Linked DNA regions of Mus musculus: all the other regions are linked to region 2. The links are chromatin contacts, called in public ChIA-PET and promoter capture Hi-C maps. All regions are on one chromosome and are shown on one strand. The core of a region is the stretch at or near the end of the contact, and the rest is flanking DNA. Distances in the headings are between cores, read along the strand shown. Region 1 overlaps Peli1 (pellino 1). Region 2 holds the start of Lgalsl (lectin, galactoside binding-like). Region 3 has its middle 60 kb from the start of Vps54.

What was found. Promoter capture Hi-C pulls out the DNA fragments that hold promoters and counts their contacts. ChIA-PET counts read pairs in DNA pulled down with a chosen protein or histone mark.
Region 1: an RNA polymerase II ChIA-PET map of memory CD8 T cells shows a contact between it and region 2, with 58 read pairs. The contact joins the enhancer-like site here to the promoter of Lgalsl in region 2. A contact is called at or near these places in 8 of 39 promoter capture datasets (the C10 cell line, cranial neural crest, embryonic stem cells and 4 more), 1 of 484 Hi-C or Micro-C datasets (bone marrow-derived macrophages), 3 of 115 datasets of contacts at active chromatin or transcription factors (bone marrow-derived macrophages, memory CD8 T cells and stem cell-derived neural progenitor cells) and 2 of 9 other capture datasets (adipose tissue and macrophages).
Region 3: a contact with region 2 is called in a promoter capture Hi-C map of pre-B cells, with 1.9 times the contacts expected there. The contact joins the enhancer-like site here to the promoter of Lgalsl in region 2. A contact is called at or near these places in 12 of 39 promoter capture datasets (the 3T3-L1 cell line, 3T3-L1-derived adipocytes, HPC-7-derived erythroid cells and 7 more), 3 of 484 Hi-C or Micro-C datasets (bone marrow-derived macrophages, cerebral cortex and embryonic stem cells), 15 of 115 datasets of contacts at active chromatin or transcription factors (bone marrow-derived macrophages, cardiomyocytes, craniofacial prominence and 10 more) and 3 of 9 other capture datasets (adipose tissue, embryonic stem cells and liver).

What each region holds. Positions count from the first base shown.
Region 1 is chr11:21,138,697-21,141,396 of GRCm38.p6, forward strand. It overlaps Peli1 (pellino 1), which reads left to right. Exons shown (of 7, transcript NM_023324.2): 3 at 1,868-1,997. Among named protein-coding and RNA genes, the nearest start is that of Peli1, 49 kb to the left of the region's middle. Within about 2 kb of position 1,440, at least 18 of the 459 cell types and tissues checked have an H3K27ac peak or open chromatin away from gene starts, as enhancers often do. A contact at or near this core is called in memory CD8 T cells, where this site is marked.
Region 2 is chr11:20,829,773-20,832,472 of GRCm38.p6, forward strand. It overlaps Lgalsl (lectin, galactoside binding-like), which reads right to left and starts at 1,336. Exons shown (of 5, transcript NM_173752.4): 1 at 1,202-1,336; 2 at 504-575; 3 at 266-354. The coding sequence starts at 1,237.
Region 3 is chr11:21,177,834-21,180,533 of GRCm38.p6, forward strand. No RefSeq gene overlaps it. Among named protein-coding and RNA genes, the nearest start is that of Vps54, 60 kb to the right of the region's middle. Within about 2 kb of position 1,443, at least 76 of the 459 cell types and tissues checked have an H3K27ac peak or open chromatin away from gene starts, as enhancers often do. A contact at or near this core is called in effector CD8 T cells, memory CD8 T cells and pre-B cells, where this site is marked.

The DNA.
Region 1 (2,700 bases), core at 190-2,689, 310 kb after region 2:
TTTCTGAGTTCCAGGCCAGCCAGGGCTACACAGAGAAACCCTGTCTCGGAAAACAAAACAAAACAAAAAAATAATAATAATAACAATAATAATAATCAGCTAAGCGTTAGCAGTAGTAATCACCTTTGTATTTTCTTGGTAGCTTAAAATACAAATATGATTCTAGAAGTGAACTGGACAAGGTGGTCGAGAGGCATTCGGAAGAGGAATTAGTTGAGGCCCTTCAGAAGACAATGTGAGGGCAGTAACGAACCTACAGTAGGTCTGGTGACAATGTATGAGCTAAAACAGTGTCTTAGCCAGGAGAGCCCCCCCTTACAGAACCTGATAGCAAGACTCTATCTGAGCACATAGTTCATCCTCGCTGTCTCCCTCCATCTCTCCCTGCATTTACGGTGCTGAGGACCAGACTCAGCCTGGCGCATGGTAAGCATTGCTCAAATTTATGTAATTTTTACATATGGCAGTCACTGAATGAACTCCTCAGCTTTGAAATATGATTCTTTTTCCTTGTTAATTACTATTTCAGGCCATTTTGTAATCACCTCCATCATCCTCAAATCCTTCCCTATTTTCTACTTCATTTCTGCTCAGATAGAGCAGCTATATTTGAGAGGGTAAAGATTTTCATTAGGGTGAAGAAACAGTGAACAAGGAGTATTATTGTTGAATTGCTGCTTACGTCTCAAGGGAGCAGTAGGAATGGCACACATACAGCCCCAAGGACATGGTGTTCTACTTAATTTTCTATTGCTGTAGTCATATACTGGCCAAACTGACTTGTGGCAGAAAGGGTTTGTTCCACTTATACTTTATAGTCCATTATCACAGGAAGCCAGGGAAGGAGCTCAAAGCAGGAACTGTAGCAGAGACTGTGGAGGAATGCTACTTACTGGCTTGCTCAGCTTGCTTTCTTACATAACCTAGGACCACTTGCCCATGGGTAGTACCACCTGTACTGGGCTGGACCCTGCTGTATCAATAATCAATAATTAATGCCGCTCATACTGTCTTCTGAACACCCACAACAGACTATACTCCATTTCCCTCAAATGCCTCTACACAGTCAGTCTGATGGAGGCAGTTCTTCCCTGAGACACCCTCCTCCCAGGTGACTCAGCTTATGTCATATGTAGCAGTCATACATGGATTCATATTCTGGTTTGCCAGTGTCATTCTGGGACTTGAGAAAACTAATTGCTGTATGCCTGTTTAACCTAGCAGGTTTTGTTTGTTTTTGCTTTTGAGTGTAGGGTTAATTGACGTAGAGTTCAGTGCTTCCTGGGTGTGTGATACATGCCCAGATGTTTAAGTTTGTTTTCACTTTTCCGCACTTGTTTTATATGTCTTACTTGCTTGCCATGAGATTAACATGTGCTCTAGAGAAATGATTGGAAGAGTGAAGCAGCAGATGTAGATGTAACATAGTTGGAATAAAACTCAGTTGGATAGGAGCTGACAACACACCAGTGCTCTATTCAGGTAGTTAGGACTTTACAAGGCCAGACACTGCTTGTTTCAGAAGTTGAGCATTATGGTGTTGGGTTCACAATTAAAGGAGAATCTGTTTCAATTACTGCTGCAAAAAAATATACCTTAAAATATATCACAATATTTCTGTTACTCAGTTCTTGCTTATATAGATAACTTAAAGCTGTGTACAATACTTCTATGTGGTTCAAAACATAGCCAGACAGATCCTCATTTTGATTCAGACCCATGCAGCTGTTCTGGAGATGAGCAGTTGCTAGAAGGAATCTGCGGTCATCAAGGATTGAATGTACGTGGAGGCAAACAATAACTTTGCTTCATAGTAGTGTGATCCTTACAAGAGACCAGCTAAACTTTTTTTTTCCTTTCTTATCAGATATAATGGATCTCTCCCAAACGGTGATAGAGGAAGGAGGAAAAGTAGGTTTGCTTTGTTTAAAAGACCTAAGGCAAATGGGGTGAAGCCTAGCACCGTGCACATTGCATGTACTCCTCAGGCTGCCAAGGTAAGATAAAGTTGTAAAGAAGTTAACTTGGAAAGTTGAAATATTTTTATGTGTGGTCTGCAGTGCTTCACATTTCTGTTTTGAATTGATGGTATTTGAAAAGCTGCCATATGGAATTCCGCATTAAAAATGACAGACCAGAGGCAGGTAGAAATCAAAAGAAAATATCTTGATTCTCTAAGGCTGTCTGAGTTCTCTGGGTTTATTTTCTTCTTGGCATATGACATGCTTATGTTTTGCCCCACCTCCATGTGCAATGGGAGCACATTTTCAGCAGTGCCCACAGTGTAACTTCTCACCCTCGAGGCCTTGTCAGCCCTCCCAGCCCACTTCATTTCCTCACCAAGTTTTAGAGGCCAGGTGAGGAAATGTAACCGTAAGTTTAAAAGTAGTCAGTGTAAAAGTAGAGGAAGTTTTCAGTCCTCATTTTGCCTTGGAATTTCTCTTTCCAGTTTATAGCACAGACTGAATTAATTCAGTAATGTGGGGTCCAGATAAGAACAATTACAGAGTTCCTTGACTTCTAGAAGTTGTACATAAGCATTACATCATCTATGTTAGGTCCTTGTTAGGTTAAATAAATGAGCTGCATTAGAACTGGTAAATTGAAGTTGATTAGATTTCAGCCTTGTTTTATATCAAAGTTAGATATCAAGCCTTGATTTGGCTGCTCGTTGATTACTGTTTGAGAGCCGAAGAGTCT
Region 2 (2,700 bases), core at 86-2,585:
AACAGGTTTGGTTACGACTACCGTGTTTCAAAACCATAAAAAAAGAAGTCTTTTGGCCTTCTCAAGGGTCAAAGATTAACTGTAGGCCTATTTTTATCATCACTGATATAAATAGCTATCTGCAGAGATGATGGCTAGGATTGATACACATTCTTTTCATGGGAACATGGTACTTTCTTGGCACTCCTAACTAGTGACACTGTGCAAGTAGGGTAAGGGGAGGAGGCAGCCGCGGGACTCAGCAATGGCAGGGCTCTGCCCTTACCTTTCGGGGTTGAGATCTACGATGCCCATCACTAATACCTTCTTGCCTGGTCTCATGCCACCTTTAATGTGCCCACAAAATGGAACTATCTGCAAAGGAAGAGGGGAGAGACAGGATGTTTATGGGCTGTTAGAGACGAGCCAAACCCTCAGCCCTGAGAATCAGACCCATTAGAAAGCAAGGAAATGCACCAGAGGGGAAAAGGATAAAGGCAGAGACACGGAGCACATTGATTTACCAGTCGTGGGAAGTACACGTCGGCTTGAACTGGAGAACCCAAGGAGTTGTTTAAGTGCCCATCATCAAGTTTCTAAAAATAGAAGCACACAGATTGGCTTTCCACAGACCCTTGTTTATTAGGGAGTGAATGGAAGGATGAGGAATCAACACAAATCTGTAGTGATCCAGCAGCCCTCCACAGACACACATACATATGATGCCTCTTTATAGCCCATTAAATAACCGCGAAACAAAACCCGGCCTTTCCATCCGGTCTAAGCCTCTGATGATCCCCAGGCTCTTGAGACCGGATCAAATTCAAGGTCGCGGCCCACCCGGGAAGCAAAGCCCGTGTAGGTGGGCGGCAGGCCCCTCTCCAAGCACAAACGCTCCCGGAGTCTCTGCCCCCTGGCCTGTCCTCGGGGACGTGGCTGGAGTGCAGCGGCAGCGCTCGGCTTCTCTCCGGAGCCCCCGGCGCGGGACCGTTTCCAAAGGGGTAAATCCCGGACGCCGGGACCGCGGCCCCACACTAACCCACGTGCACGCACACGCGCCCAGCGCGCACCTGGCCGGCGCCCTCCTGCCCCGCGCCCGGGGCCCCCCGAGCTCGCACCCCGCGGCGGCTGACAGGTACCGCGCTTCCCGCGGCACCGCGGGTCCGTAGTCCTTGCCCCGGCCCTCTGAGCTACCCGCCTCGCGGGAGGCCGCTGCACTCACCACCACGGCGTCGCTGTCGGCCACCGACCCCGCCATGTTCCTGCAGCGAGCGCCGGGGACGCGGCGGCGGGCGCGGGTCCGAGCCGGGCGCGCGCACACACGGGCGCGCGTGCACGCCCCAGGCTGGCGCGGCCGCAGGCCCGGGAGGGGGAAGGGAGGCGGGCGGCGCGGAGATCGCGGCGGCGAGGGGATGACGGTGGCGAGGGCCGCAGTGCGTTGGCCTGGGGTGGCATTTAAAGGCGGCAGGGCTCGGCTCGGGAACCGAGAACCGGGAACAGGGCGGGGACGGGGCCCGGGAGCCGCGGCTTGCTAAGCGTGCCCTGCCCTACGGCCATTGGACCACGGCTGAAGGCCGGAGGGCGGTGGCCTGTCGGCGGGAAGGTGGGTGGGGCTGGGGAAAGGGGTGAAGGGAGGGCCCAGGTGGGCCAGGTGACAGGTGCTGGGGACACTCCTGGTCGGTACCCTACTCACTCACCTCCTTCCGCATCCTGGGGGACTGTGGGGGTGGATCAGGAGTGAGGTCGAGAGAAGGTGGAGGACTCCAAAGAGGAAGACCTGGTATGGCTTCTTTCAGAGAATTCCAACCTAGTGGGAGGAAAGATAGTTGCACTGTTTGGAGGAGAAGGAGAATGGAGGTCCAAGGCTTGTACATATTTGACCCTAAATAAAGAAGCAGCCAGGACTCTAGGGGGACAGTTTGCTGAGCGCCGACCAACCCTCTGTTCCCAGGGAAGCGCAGGCTAGTGTCGGGGTCCCGGAAGCATTCTTCAGCAGGTGCCCGGCCAAGCCGCAACTTGAAGTGGACACAGTTTCTGTCCTTAGCTATTTTACGTCACTTGCTTAGTTTGGGGTAATGGAGTCTCCAGTCCTTCTTTGTGTAATACTTCCTAGGGAATACACTCCTCTTTCACGCTAAGGCTCAGACTCCTGTAATGGTATCCTGACACTAGCATAATTATGTAACTTCTCAGATAAGGCTGTATCAACATACTCTCTATTAGGTGACATACTCGGCTTGCCCAATGCACTGTGTGAATCACCACACTAATAAGCAAGGAGCTTGAGCAAGTGAGCTGCTACAGTCCCAGAGGGGCCCTTTGGGGGACCTGGCGTCTCTGCAGCTTTTGTGTCCCTTTATGGACCAGTGCTAATCATGGTAATCTCTGTGGGACAGGGAACATGCCTGTAATCCACAGTCGGAGCCTTTGTGGAAGTGGTTCTCAGAATTAGAGACTGAAGAGTTGTCATTGTGGCTCCCATTTTGCTCCTGTTTACTCATCTGAGCTTGAGAATCACACCTATTAATTATTCTAACATACTAGGCAATTACAAGAAACTTGATATTTTAAAGTCATACTTTGATTCTCTGAATTTCTAAGAGTCAGCATAGGGAAAAAATCATTGAATTATTTGCTATTAGCTAAGCGTGGTACAATATATCATGGTTATTATAAAGGGCTGGTGTCTTGGGTCCAAATTTAGTTTCTTATTACTGATAG
Region 3 (2,700 bases), core at 193-2,692, 350 kb after region 2:
TGGAATGGCCCCACCACATAAAGGGTTGCCCTGCCTTCCCACCTTAAGTTAACCCAAACTAGAAAGTCCCTCATAAATATGTGCAGAGTTTATCTCCTAGGGGATTACTAGATCCCGTGAGGTTGACAGTAGTAATCATCACAAATGGTGATCCTGCCAGTAAGAAAACTGAGCATCAGGTTTCTAGCGTCTCCACCAAGATTCTCCACCACGTCTGACTTTTTACTAAGAACTTTGCAAATCTGTGTCCAAATAACTCACTGTACTTTCTAATTTAGCAGATTAGTTTACACGGCTGTTTACAGATCTGTAATGAAAAGGGGGGTACTTCTGCTATCAGATGCATTTTCAGTACACGGCTAATGATTTATGTTCCAAGTCTCTGGGGAAGTTCTGTGTTGTCCTGTGTCTAGCTCAGAGCCATTTTCTGAACCTCATGCTGACACCTGTGCCCACCATGTTTGGTAGTGTCTTCACTTGGCCAGATTCTCCTAGGGCATCTGACTAACTCCTTAGAGACAGTGTCTCTGCGGCCATCTCTGGAAGATACACACATATCACCATGCCAGGGTCCAGGCTCCTGTACACCTCTCTTCTTTAATAAATCCACCACTTCAAGACTTGATGCTTGTATCAGAGGAAGACAAACACTAAACTATTGAAACCAAAGCCAGTTTTGCATTGGCTCTTCCCCTCTCTCAGGGAAAGGCTGCCACCTGCTGTAACACATTAGCAACAAGGGGTTTTCAACAAGGTCATTGAACACTTAAATCCTACATTCAAAATTAATGTGCATACAACCTCACTGCCTGCCGTTCCCTGAGCCGGGAGTAGAAGCAGAAATGTAAACTACAAGCACTGAGTAGAGTTAAACAGAAAGTCACCCATTGAAGGGTACCCACGAGAAACTGTCATCTCCAGAATCAAGGATGTCCTTCACCACTCAGCAGCAGAAGCTCACATTAGCTCATTGTAATCTTAGGTAAATACTGACTGGTTTTCTACTGCCTTAGCCTTTCTAGTTCTGTGTGTCCTTATTCTCTACAGCACTAGCAAGGCTTTGACACATGAGAAGACTGAAAGAGAATACAGGTTGACAACTTGGGAGACAGCAGCTCTAAGCTCGATTCTGGCTCCCTGCAGGAGCACCAGAGTCAGGATCCCAGCACTGGGATAATTTTGTCAAATAAATACTTTTTTTTTGTTTATTTGTAGCCTACCTGCTTGGTGCGGTTAGTATGTCCAAAAGAAGCAAGTTTGCATGGCTGAGAAAAACCAAAGTGAAGGAATTAGGGACATGACACCCTCAAATTTGCTGCTTGGGTGTGTTGATGATCTTAAGATAAAATCTGAAAGTCAGCAGATTCAGGGAATGGCTCTTTCTGAGCTTCCTTATCTGCCCAAGGACAGGTTTTCTAAAAGGAACTCAAGGGGAATAGGTTCCTCTCTGGGAGTTTCTCGTCATCACGGAAACAAGCCGTGTGTACACTACACCTACAGTGTTTGCAGCAGACCACTGTGTGTCTCATCTGTTGGGAGGATCTCCTCATCTGTCCCAGATTGCTAACTTGTCCATCTTCCTTCTGAAAATGGAGTATGAATCTCTCGCCTCCTTTCATTGGCTATCTGATGGTTCGTTCTTTAGCTGACAGCTGTAGCATATATACATTGCAGTGGCTTTTTTTTTTTTTCCTTGCTACTCTGCTTCCGGTCAGATACTTCACAGATGTAGCTATTTTCAGAGAAAAAACTTACCAGGTTTCCTCCAGAGGCTGCCAGATACTGTGCGGGTATTTGACAAAAGTACCATCCATTCTGTTACCCCAAACCCAGAAAGAATAAAACCAGGCAGCAAGGCATTAAAAAAAAAATTCTTGGAAGATAGAGAAAGGTCTTGCTCACACAAAGACAAGAATAAGGTGATGACGCCCAGTAGCCTCATTTCCAGAATCCTGTCTCTTCTCCTCCACTCTCTACCTCCATCCTGGGTCAGTACTGTGGCCTCTGCCACACAACAAGTATAAAGAACAAGAATGTTTCACCTTGGCCTTCAGGCCGTTTGCCACCCCAGCCGCTTCACTCTTTTTTTTTTTTTTTTCTGTTTTTTTTTTTTTTTTTTTCGAGACAGGGTTTCTCTGTGTAGCCCTGGCTGTCCTGGAACTCACTTTGTAGACCAGGCTGGCCTCCAACTCAGAAATCCGCCTGCCTCTGCCTCCCGAGTGCTGGGATTAAAGGCGAGCGCCACCACGCCCGGTTGTCTCTTCACTCTTAACAGCAATTCTAGGAATGTGACAGACTGAGGACCTAGTTAGTGATTTCAGTGTTGGGTAGACATAAGTATGAGTGAACTTGTGTTTATAAATGAATACCAAACTTCAAAAAAAAAATACAATTAAAGCAAAAGTAGGAGGAAATACAAATAACTTCAGAACAAAAATAGCTTTGAAAAGAAAGCCTCAGAGTGGAAGAAGTAGTCTTCTGAATACAAATGATCAGCCCTGAAACATACGTGCAAGTAACATGCAGATTAAGCAGGCTATATTTAGGAATATGTAGCTCAGCATGTGGCACATGCATTTAATCTCAGCACTTGGGAGGCGGAGGCAGTTGGATTGCTGTGAGTTCAAGACCAGCCTGATCTACACAGCAAGTTTCGGGACAACCAGGGCAACATAGTGAGACCCTGTCTCAAAATAAAAC